2 separate regions of the Sus scrofa genome follow, and region 2 is linked to region 1. The links are chromatin contacts, called in public Hi-C maps. All regions are on one chromosome and are shown on one strand. Each heading gives the region's core, a stretch centred on a gene start, on an enhancer-like site or on the middle of the called end of the contact. The rest is flanking DNA. Distances are from core to core; before and after follow the strand shown. Region 1 holds the start of PUS1 (tRNA pseudouridine synthase A, mitochondrial). Region 2 has its middle 28 kb from the start of ULK1.

Region 1 (5,675 bases), core at 2,438-4,937:
TATCTCAACTTGTCCTTCTGTCGGCCCTGTGAATTACTGTCACTGTCACCCCTCAGTCCCCTAATGGGGAAACTAGGGCAAAGAGAAGATGGTGAGACACAGGCAAAATTCTCAAGACAGTGCATAAGGCGAAAATGCATGAAATCAAAACCATCCTCAAAAAGCATTTAAACATACACAAAGGAGCACAGGTAACTTAGATTGAAGCAGTGATTCCGCCCGTTGTCACACTTTACCAGTAGTCATCAAATTGGTCTCATGGTCTCATTTTTTAAACTTTTTTTGCTTTTAGGGCCACACCTGCAGTATATGGAAGTTCCCAGGCTAGGGGTCGAATGGGAGCTGCAGCTGCAGCTGCCTCCCTACACCACAGCCACAGCTATGTGGGATCCAAGCTGCATCTATGACCTACACCAACAGCTTAGGGCAATGCCAGATCCTTAACCCCGTGAGAATGGCCAGGGATCGAACCCGCATCCTCATGGATACTAGTTGGGCTCATTACCGCTGAGCCACAATGGGAACTTCTGCAACCTATACTTTAAAAATATAAAATAGGGAGTTCCCGTCGTGGCGCAGTGGTTAACGAATCCGACTAGGAACCACGAGGTTGCGGGTTCGGTCCCTGCCCTTGCTCAGTGGGTTAAGGATCCGGCGTTGCCGTGAGCTGTGGTGTAGGTTGCAGACGCGGCTCGGATCCCGCGTTGCTGTGGCTCTGGCGCAGGCCGGTGGCTACAGCTCCGATTCAACCCCTAGCCTGGGAACCTCCATATGCCGCGGGAGCGGCTCAAGAAATAGCAACAACAACAACAACAACAAAAAAAAAGACAAAAAGACAAAAAAAAAAATATATATATATATATAAAATAGGATACAAAGTATCTTATTACTATTATTATTCATAATAAAGGTTATGCTAGCACAGGTAAGGTTGGACATTATTTTCTTAAACTTCCATTTCAGTTAGATGCGCTACATAGCCATGGACCCTTTCCTGTGAGTCAAGCTTAAAGAAGTTTAATAACAAGGAACTAGGAGTGCCGATTTTGGCTCAGGGGTAACAAGCCTGACTAGTATCCATGAAGACGCAGGTTTGATCCCTGGCGTTGCTCAGTGGGTTAAGGATCCTGCATTGCCGTGGCTATGGTGTAGGCAGGCAGCTACAGCTCAGATTCTACCCCTAGCTTGGGAACTTCCATATGCCAAGGGTGTGGCCCTAAAAAGAGAGGGGGGGAAAAAAAAAAAAGGAACTGAAGTTCAAGGGCCACAGTGCTGAACACGAGGAACAAGAAGAAAGTTTATGTGCATCTGTTGGGGCACCTGGACCCTCCTGCATTTCAGGAAAGGACCACAGGGCTAGGCTGGGCAGGGGACTCTAAAGTGCCTGCACACCCACTGTCACTGTCACCCACCTTAGCAAATCTAACAAAGAGTAACAGCTGCCACTTCTCAGCCTCGCTTGCACTGTCCTGGGTTTGAGTGTCCAGTATGGGTCAGCCTAGTGAATCTTTTCACCCTATGAAGTCAGTACTACGATTATCCCCATCTTAAATATGGGGAAACAAGAAGTTCCCTTGTGGGACAGCAGGTAAGTATCAGTGTTGTCACTGCAAAAGCCCAGGTCACTGCTGTGGCGCTGGTTTGAGGCCTGAGAATTTTTCTTTCTTTCTTTTTTTTTTTTTTTTTTTTGTCTTTTTGCCTTTTCTAGGGCCGCTCCTGCGGCATATGAAGGTTCCCAGGCTAGGGGTCTAATCGGAGCTGTAGCCACAATGGGAACTCCGAGGCCTGAGAATTTCTGCATGCCTTGGGTGTGGCCAAAAAAACTGATGGGGAAATGAGGGAGTTCCCTGGTGGTCTAGTGGTTAGGACTTGGCACTTTCAATGCTGCAGCCCAAGTTCAATCTCTGGTCTGGTAACTAAGATCCCACTGCACATCATTGCCAAGAAAAAAAAGGGGGGGGAGTTCCCACTGTGGCTCAGCGGTTAGTGAACCCACCTAGGATCCATGAGGATGTGGGTTCAATCCCTGGCCTCACTCAGCCAGTTAAGGATCTTAAGGATCTGGCGTTGCCATGAGTTGTGGTGTAGGTCGCAGACGTGGCTTGGATCTGGCATTGCTGTGGCTCTGACGTAGGCCAGCAGGTGTCGCTCCAATTGGACCCCTAGCCTGTGAATCTCCATATGCTGAGGGTGAGGCCTTAAAAAAAAAAAAAAAAGGAAAGATGAGGAAACAAGGCACCCAGAGCCTCCAGTCACCTGCCCAAGGCCACACCACTGGTCAGCAGCAGGGTTTGGCCCTTAACCACCTTGGGAGACCAGTGAATGCCCCTGGCAAGCATCCAAGAGATGCATGGAGAAAGCAGGGCTCAGAGCTGCTTCAATTCAAATATAAATCTTGCTTGGTGGGACCCACATGATAACTCTGAAAAGCAGGTGAAGAATGAGACTCTGCCTTCTCCCACCTCCTGAGATGCCTCAGCGAATAACCGTGACTCTGAGGTTCCTGCTGGAAGCACAGGGCAGCTGTGAGAGAAGCTGGAGCTGCCCAGGCCCTCAGCACACCCTTACCTGCATGCCATGGTAGCCCTTCCCGGAATAGGCCATGAGCAGAACAATCTTCCGCTTGGGCAGCTTCCTGCGCTGCTCCCCATCCTCGCTGCTCTTGAGCTTTTTTGCCTGCTGTTCTGTTTCCTCCCAGATCCTGGCAGCACCCTGCCAGCCACTCCGGGCCTTCTTGTCCTGTTCCTGCCCAGTCCCCACTGGCACCGGGGCCTCCCCATTCCCCGCCATGGGGGGCAAACTGAAAAGACAGGGGCGGGTGTGAGCAACACAGAAGGAAGGGCACAGGGAAGGAGTAATGGTGGCAGCATGGTCTGGTAAACTCCCTAGGCTGACCACCGAATTCAAATCCCAGCTGGGCGCTAACTGGAGACTTTGCCCAACCACCAACTTGGGCCTCGGTTTCACTGTCCGAGAAACGGAGCAATGACAGCACTATACGCGATTAGGACTTTTAGCGCTGGGCCGGGCATGCAGTCGGGCGTGCTACACCAGGGTCACGGACAAGTGCGCTGTCATTACCAGAGGAGGCGCGGTCCAAGGCGCGGGGTCCACGGTCCGCAGACTCTCCTTAGGGCCCAGGCCGCCGCCCACAGGTTGGGGAGCCCCATGCAGGGCCGAGAGTGGCGGGGGGCGGGGGGGGCACGCGCCCGACCCCTGACCTCCCCCTGGGCGCACCAGCCCGGGCCCTCTAAACCCCGACCTCCCCGCGGCCCCTACACACCAGCCCGGCCCTGCAGAACTCCGACCACCTCACCGCTCCAGCCCCGCCCTCTGAACTCTGACCTCCCCAAGACCCCTCACGCTCCAGCTCCGCCCCTCCTGAGCTCCAACCTCCTTCAGGACCCTCTCACACTCCAGTTCCGCCTGCGGATAACCTCCGACGTCCCCTGACCCCCAGGCTGACCTCTGACCTCCCAGTCCCTCCTGGTCCCCCTTGTCCTCTCGCTCGCCCGGCCGGCTTCCCCCCAGGAGTCGGTGAGACACCAAGCACCCACGCTGGGACCAGTGGGGCGCGCCCCGACCCAGCCCCACTCACGACGCTGCGGACTGAGCCCGAGCCGGACCACGTGGGAGAAGGCGGAAATGGAGCACACGGCCGGACGGTGGCCGGACGTGGACAAAAGTCCTTCTGGGCGAGGTGGGGCTTAGGGCGGAGCTTGGTGGCTGGGGGCGTGGCTTTTCGGGGGGCGGGCCTTCCTCGCCGTAGAAGCCCGGCTGGTCGCCGAGCTGCGCCGTCTTAGAGCGACCGAACCTTCGTAACAGCGGACACTTATAGGCGCTGTGTTACACGCGTTGGCTCTTTCCTTCCCTTAACCCGCCTAAAGGAGCGAGCACTTTGTTATCGAAGAGGAACCGAGGGACAGAGAGGCTGAGCCCCTTGCCTGAAATCACACAGCACCATCCCTGGTATACTTTCAACCACGTGCAGACCAGCGCCTTCCCAGACCTTTTAGTATCAAACCCGTCATAATAAAGCATTTGCTATGTGCCAAATGCTGTTGTAGTCGCTTGAGGCGTTTTATCTTATTCAATCCCCAGGAAACCTTGAGTAAGTTTCTCTTGTTCCCATTTTACAGGTGAGGAAGCTGAGGTACAGAGAGGTGCAGAAACGCCAGGGAAGAGAGTGAGTCATGCTGGGCTCCTGGAAGTGAGGACCTCCCAGGAACTGGTGAAAGACAAATGGGTTTGGGAAGTGCCACAGGTGTCACTGTATGGAGGCAGAGTGAGACACAGAGCGGGGGTTAAGGTGGAAGAAAGTGCTACTGAAGGGACCCAGACCTGAGATGGCTATCTGGCCAGTAGATATTTACTGAGCACCTACTATGTTCCCAGCACCTCCAGATATTAGGAATAGACTAGTGAGCAAAACCCCTACCCTAGGAAAGTTTCCATTCCAGAGGGGGGACAGATGACGACAAACCAATCTGTAAAAGTGTGCGGCTTTTTTATTTGTTTTTGGCCACACCTATGTGGAAGTTCCCCGGGCCAGGGATAGAACCCACGCCACAGAAGCAAGCCACTGCAATGACAATGCCAGATTCTTAACCCACTGCTCCACAAAGGAACTCCTAAAACAGTGTTATAAAGTAGTAAATGCCATGTAAAAAATGACTCAGTACAAGAGTTCCTGCTATGGTACAGTGGTTTAATGATCCGGCTTATCTCTGTGGGGGCACCAGTTCCATCCCCAGATTGGCATAGTTAAAGATCTGGTGTTGCTGAAGCTGTGGTGGCAGCTCCAGCTCAGATTCAATCCTGGGCCCAGGAACTTCCATATGCCATGGGTTGGCCTAAAAGGAAAAAAAAAGACTCAGTATAAAGACGTTGGAGTTCCCATCGTGGCACAGTGGTTAACGAATCCAACTAGGAACCATGAAGTTGCGGGTTCGATCCCTGGCCTTGCTCAGTGGGTTAACGATCTGGCGTTGCTGTGAGCTGTGGTGTAGGTTGCAGACTCGGCTCAGATCCTGTGTTGCTATGTCTCTGGTGTAGGCCGGTGGCCGCAGCTCCGATTAGACCCCTAGCCTGGGAACCTCCATATGCCACAGGAGTGGCCCTAGAAAAAGCAAAAAACAAACAAACAAACAGAAAAAACAAAGTCCTACTGTATAGCACAGGTACTATATTCAGTATCCTGTAATAAACCATAATGAAAAATATATTTCTCTACATGTATATACATAAATGACTCAGAAATACACATGCTTTGACCAGAAGTGAACCTTGAAAACACATTCAGTAAAAAAAGCCAGATGTACAAGGCCACAAGTGTGTATGATTCTGTTTACAGTTGACCCTTGAACACAGGTTCGAATGTGTGGATCCATCCTATGTAAGAATTGTTTTCACTGAATGTGAACCGCAGCACACCTGGACCTGCCAATGGTTGAGTCTACAGCTGTATAATTACGAATGGGTAAAGGTAACTTTAATGTTATTTGTGGATTTTCAACTGCATAGGGGGTCTGCACCCCCAACCCCTGCCTTGTTCATAGGTCCATTGTGTAAGAAATGTCCAGAACAAGCAATCCACAGGAAAGAAAGTGGATCAGTGGTTGCTGACAAAGATTCTCTCCTGGACCAAACTCTACTCAGCCTTCTCTGAACTCACA
Region 2 (5,658 bases), core at 1,426-3,925, 57 kb after region 1:
CAGCGTGTATCTCCTACCGGTTCCTTTGCTGATAAGTGATGAACTTTGGTACAGACTCCAAATCGATGTGCCTAATATATGGCTTTTATAAATTTATCTGTGTCCCTGCAGGTGTCTGCTAGGCTCTGTGCTCCTGGTGGCTCTCACACCCCTCACCCACCAGCAGCAGCTGGTGACCCCAAGGAGATGGGTCCAGTCCAGCCACACTGCAGAGTCTACACCTGAGCAAGTCCGGACTCACCTGGAACAGGTGTTACCCTCTAGGACCCACCTAGTGGACCTTTGTGGACACAGCTTCCCCTCGCCCGACCAAGACTGGCCTGCAGGTCTCAAACCCAGCTGCCTTCATGGACATGCCAGGAGATCCTGCAGGACAATGGGACGTGGAAGAAGGTGTTCCCATTGTGGCTCAGTGGCAACGAACTAAGGATAAGGATCATAAAAATGAGAGTTTGATCCCTGGCCTTGCTCAGTGGGTTAAGGATCTGATGTTGCCATGAACTGTGGTGTAGGTCCCCAGTGCAGTTCGGATCTGGCGTTGCTGTGGCTGTGGTGTAGGACGGCAGCTGCAGCTCTGATTTGACCCCTAGTCTGGGAACCTCCATATGCCACAGGTGCGGCCCTCAAAAGACCAAAAATAAAAAGAGAAAAGAAAAACGAAAGTGGAGGGAATTGTATCCGCCTTTTATGCTTTGGAGCAAGTGGACTCTCCGGGGCGGCTGAGAGGTTGGAACTCCTTGGTTCCAGCCTAGAGGTCGGACCCTGTCAGTGCCGCCTCCCTGGGTGCAGCCTCTGGGACACATATAACCCCAGAGTACTAAAACTGGGGCACTACCAAAACGTACATTCATGTTCACAGTAGGGTTATTCACAATTGCCAAAAGGTGATCTTGATGTCCACTGATGGGTGAATGAGGAAAACCAGAGTCACATGAGAGAACATGACTCAGCTGCCAAAAGGAATGAAGCTCTGATTCACATGCCACAATGTGAATGAACCTTGAAAACACGTTACATTAAAGCCACAGAATTTCCCTCCAGATGAGAAGCAAATGCACAGAGACCTGAGTTAGATTCGTGTTAGCTGAGGGCTGGTGACAGGATTGGGTGGGGGGTGGGGGGCGGAATGAAGCTTATGGGCACTGAGCTTCCTCTGGGAGTCAACAATGATCGGAACCATGGAGTTCCTGCCATGGCTCAGTGGTAATGAACTGGACTAGTTCCATGAGGATGTGGGTTTGATTCCTAGCCTCACTCAGTGGGTTAAGGATCTGGCATTGCCGTGAGGTTCGGTGTAGGTTGCAGACATGGTGTGGATGCAGTGTTGCTATGGATGTGGTGTGAGCTGGCAACTGTAGCTCAGATTCAACCCCTAGCCTGGGAACCTCCAAATGCCACGGGTGCGGTCCTAAAAAGACCAAAAAAAAAAAAAAAAAAAAGCAAATCCCCAAAAAACCAACATTTGGAACAAGAGACAGGTGGGGCCATGCAGTCCCAGGTGTGTACAGTGTCACTGGTGGCAAATTTTGCATTATGTGTATTTTATAACACGGTTGTTAAACAAGGTAGGAGCTGATGGAGTTCTCCTGTGTCTCAGTAGGTTAAGGATTCTGAGTTGTCACTGCTGTGGTTTGGGTCGCTGCTGTGGCACAGGTTTGATTCCTGGCCTGGGAGCTTCCACAGGCCTTGAGGGAGGCAAAAAACAAAACAAAACAAAACAAAAAACCAACCAACCACCTCCCCCCCCAAAAAAAGAAAGAAAGAATTAAAAAAAGAAAGCTGTCTACATTTGTCAGAAACAATCCAGCAGTTTCGAGGAGGAGACAGCAATAAATAAAATGGCATGTGGCCGCCACCCCTCCAGTTGGCATCTCATTGCTCTGGGAGACACCTGGGCTCAGAAAGAAACAGACATTTGGATTTTTCCCTCCAGCCCAGCTGCCTGTTTCCACCTGGAGGCCCACCTGGCCTGGGGACACCACTGATCTGTGCAGCGCCTTCCTCAGGACAGTCAGAGGTACATTTATTTTTGTCCTTTTCAGGGCTATACCCGTGGCACATGGAAGTTCCCAGGCTAGGGGTCAAGTCAGAGCTGTGGCTGCTGGCCTACACCACAGCCACAGCCACACCAGATCCAAGCCTCATCTGTGATTTACACCACAGCTCATGGCAATGCCGGATTCTTAACCCACTGAGTGAGGCCAGGGATCGAACCTGAATCTTCATGGATACTAATTGGATTCTTAACCCTCTGAGCCACAACAGGAACTCCAGCCCCGCCTCTTTTTTTATGACACCCTGCACAGTTGAGCTTAGAGACACCTCTGTGCTCCATCAAATCTAAATGCCTTTGATGGAAAGAACCCAATTAATTTTCATGCCACTGGAAAGAACAAAATGCTTCGGGTTGTACTTTGTACAAAATGTTCCATCCATTTTAGGACACATCCTTTTTTTTTGGCCACGCCCTTGGCATGTGGAAGTTCCCAGGCCCAGGACTGAACATTCACCATAGCAGTGACAACACCAGATCCTTACCCCACTGAGCCACAAGGGAACTCCAGGACACATCGTGATTTCGTGTGAATAACTGTTCACTGAGGACTCAGTGAAATACGGTCATAACACAGCAGATCCCAGTAGGGCACCTGTGCCCTGGGCCAGTTTCTCATCTCCAACTGTGGTTGCTTGTTTAAGCCAGCCAATCGGTTTAAACATTGATCCTGAATTTATCCCCCATTCACAGACAGGCAGTTTCGCAATGTGTCAGAATCATACCATCAAGAAGTAGAAGATTGGGAGTTCCTATTTTGGCTCAGCATGTTAAGAACCCAAATAGTATCCTTGAGTCCCCGGGTTTGATCCCCAGCCTCTCTCAGTGGGTTACCGATCTGGCATTTCCATGAGCTGTGGTGTATGTCATGGATGCGGTTCTGATCCCGCATTGCTGTGGCTGTGGTGTAGGCCGGCAGCTGCAGCTTTGATTCAAGCTCTAGCCTGTGAACTTCCATATGCTGTGGGTCCAGCCCTAAAAAAAGACCAAAAAGAAAAAAAAAGAAGTACAAGATTGGATGTGAGGGGGCCTGGCTGGGGAACCCGTGACCCCAAAGCCCACCCGCCTGGCTTTTCACATTTCAGGGCCATTTGGGAGGTGGGAAAGGAAGGCTCAGAGACAGGAAGTGACTTGCTGGGCACCACACAGTGATCACTTGAGTGTTTCCGAATGGAGCCTGGGAGGAAGGGGAAGCTGGCAGCTGAAGTTGGGGGGTGGGCCCCCAGGAAAGGCAGAGTCCAGGTGCGGCAGGGCTGCCGGGCTGCATGATGGCAGAGGATTGCATCAGGGTCCACGCCGATGTGGCCTGGAGCTGCCGGGGCCTTTCTGGGGTGATGCAAACCTGGCCGGCAGCCACCTGTCCCGGCCAGGACAGAGATGAGGGTGTGACCTGGGAGCTCCACCTTCCAGGATGCCTGGACTGCTCCGAACAGCCCTCAGCCCTGGCTGCCCCCTACAACTCCCCTGGGGGGGTCCATTCTTTCTGGCTCCAGCACTTGGTCACCACGCTTCTCCTCGTTCTTTGGCTTGTTTGTTTTCGTTTGTTTGTTTGTTTGCTTTTTAGGGCCACAACTGTGGTTCCCAGACTAGGAGTCCAATCGGAGCTATAGCCACTGGCCTATGCCACAGCCACAGCAATGCAGGATCCAAGCCGTGTCTGTGACCTACACCACAGCTCATGGCAGCGCCAGATCCTTAACCCACTGAACAAGGCCAGGGATCGAACTTGCAACCTCCTGGTTCTTGGTTAGATTCGTTTCCGCTGTGCCACAGCAGGAACTCCCTCTCCTTGCTCTTTTCCCTACCACCTGCAGCCACCTGGATCCCCAGCTCCGCAGAGCACCTGTCTTATATTTATATTTATTTACCTGCTGGTTCCTGTGCTCGATTGTGAAACGGGTGTGAGAGTAAAGGTCACAGTGTCATCCATCTCTGGGGGCTGCCAACATCCTCTGTGGGCACAGTCAATACTTTCCGTGTTGTGCCGCTGGGTTTCTGCTCAGCAGAAAGCAGCCATATTGCTTAGGTCATTTTTTTTTTTTTTTTTTTTTTTTTTGTATCGCCTGTGTTATCGTGAAACAAATGGCCAGGAGAACTTGAGGCCGCTGGGTGGCCCTTATTTACTGGGCTGGCCCTGTTTCACTCTACTTCTTGCCACCTGGTGCTGCTTTGAGGGTCCCCGGGTGGCCGTCCGCATGGCAGCCTGGTGGCCTCTGCTGCAACATCCTCACGTCTCCCAAGAGTTGACTGCAAGGTGTTTATGTCTCCCCTTTGAAACCAACATGGGGATGGAGAGAGAGTCAGACACCATGGACGCCAGGATGGAGTCACAGCCTGAGGGAGGACCCGGGCACAGTACTTGTTTGAGTCCTGCTCCCTGATCTGGCCTAGGGGCCGGTTGTCTAGGTCCGTCCAGAGCAGTTCTGGTCTTCATCCAAACTGAATGACCAACCTCCCAAAGGCTGTTTCCTGGGCCAGGAGGTGGAGAGGACTCCTGAGATCACTCAGGGCAAAGCAGGCCTGGATCAGATGCCAGCATGGGCCCTGAGCCCACCTGTGGCATTTGTCATTTGTTTATCCACTCAACAAACATTGAGTAAGCTAAGACCACAGCGTTGAACAAAATAGGTCAAATTTTTTTTTTAATCTTTTTTTTTTAAATGATTTTTATTGGAATTCCCGTCGTGGTGCAGTGGTTAACGAATCTGACTAGGAACCATGAGGTTGCAGGTTCAATCCCTGGCCTTGCTCAGTGGGTTTAAGGATCCAGCATTGCCATGAGCTGTGGTGTAGATCGCAGATGTGGCTCGGATCCCACGTTGCTGTGGCTCTGGTGTAGGCCGCTGGCTACAGCTCAGATCAGACCCCTAGCCTGGGAACCTCCATGTGCCGAGGGAGAGGCCCAGAAAAGGCAAAAAGACAAAAAAAAAAGGAAATGATTTTTATTTTTTCCATCATAGCTGGTTTACAGTGTCTGTCAATTTTCTACTGTACAGAAAGGTGACCCAGTCCAAAATTTTTTTTCCTTACTTTTTTGGCTGCCGCATGGCACATGGAGTTCCCAGGCCAGGGATCAGATCTGAGCTGCAGTTGTGACGTACACCACAACTGTGGCACCGCCAGATCCTTAACACTCTGTGCCAGGCCAGGGATTGAATGTGCATCTCAGTGTTCCAGAGACACCACTAAACCCATTGCATCACAGCGGAAACTCCAAAATAGGCCAAAAGTTTATATGCTAGTGGAGAGGAAAGTCAGCCAACAAAATAAGCATTGAATGTGTAAATCAATTGTGTAGTAAGTCAGATGGTTTAAATGCCATGAAGAACAATGAAGGAGGGAAGGGGTTTGGGTGTGTTGTGGGAGGAAGGGCCCTTTGCAATTTCAGGCAGGTGGTTGGGGAGGCATTGCTGCAAAGGTGACATTGGAGACAGACCTGGGGACTTGCGTGTGCAGAGGTTCTCAGGCAGGAGCTCTGGTCTGGGGAAGGGCTGGGTCAGTGTGGCTGGAGTCAGGGGCAGGGGAGGAGAGTGGGGGAAGGGAGGGGAGATGAGGGGGGGAGGGGAGATGGAGGGCAGGGTGGTGGGGCTGATCGCTGGGTGAGG

The links. Hi-C and Micro-C count contacts between places; a contact is called where the count stands out from the background.
Region 2: a contact with region 1 is called in a Hi-C map of liver, with 7 times the contacts expected there. The contact joins the enhancer-like site here to the promoter of PUS1 in region 1. A contact is called at or near these places in 1 of 5 promoter capture datasets (liver), 6 of 47 Hi-C or Micro-C datasets (embryonic fibroblasts, epiblast stem cells, liver and 1 more) and 1 of 2 datasets of contacts at active chromatin or transcription factors (skeletal muscle).

Annotation. Positions count from the first base shown.
Region 1 is chr14:23,414,783-23,420,457 of Sscrofa11.1, forward strand. It overlaps PUS1 (tRNA pseudouridine synthase A, mitochondrial), which reads right to left and starts at 3,688. Exons shown (of 6, transcript XM_001928590.5): 1 at 3,599-3,688; 2 at 2,569-2,800. The coding sequence starts at 2,790.
Region 2 is chr14:23,472,961-23,478,618 of Sscrofa11.1, forward strand. No RefSeq gene overlaps it. Among named protein-coding and RNA genes, the nearest start is that of ULK1, 28 kb to the left of the region's middle. Within about 2 kb of position 2,676, at least 1 of the 83 cell types and tissues checked has an H3K27ac peak or open chromatin away from gene starts, as enhancers often do. A contact at or near this core is called in liver, where this site is marked.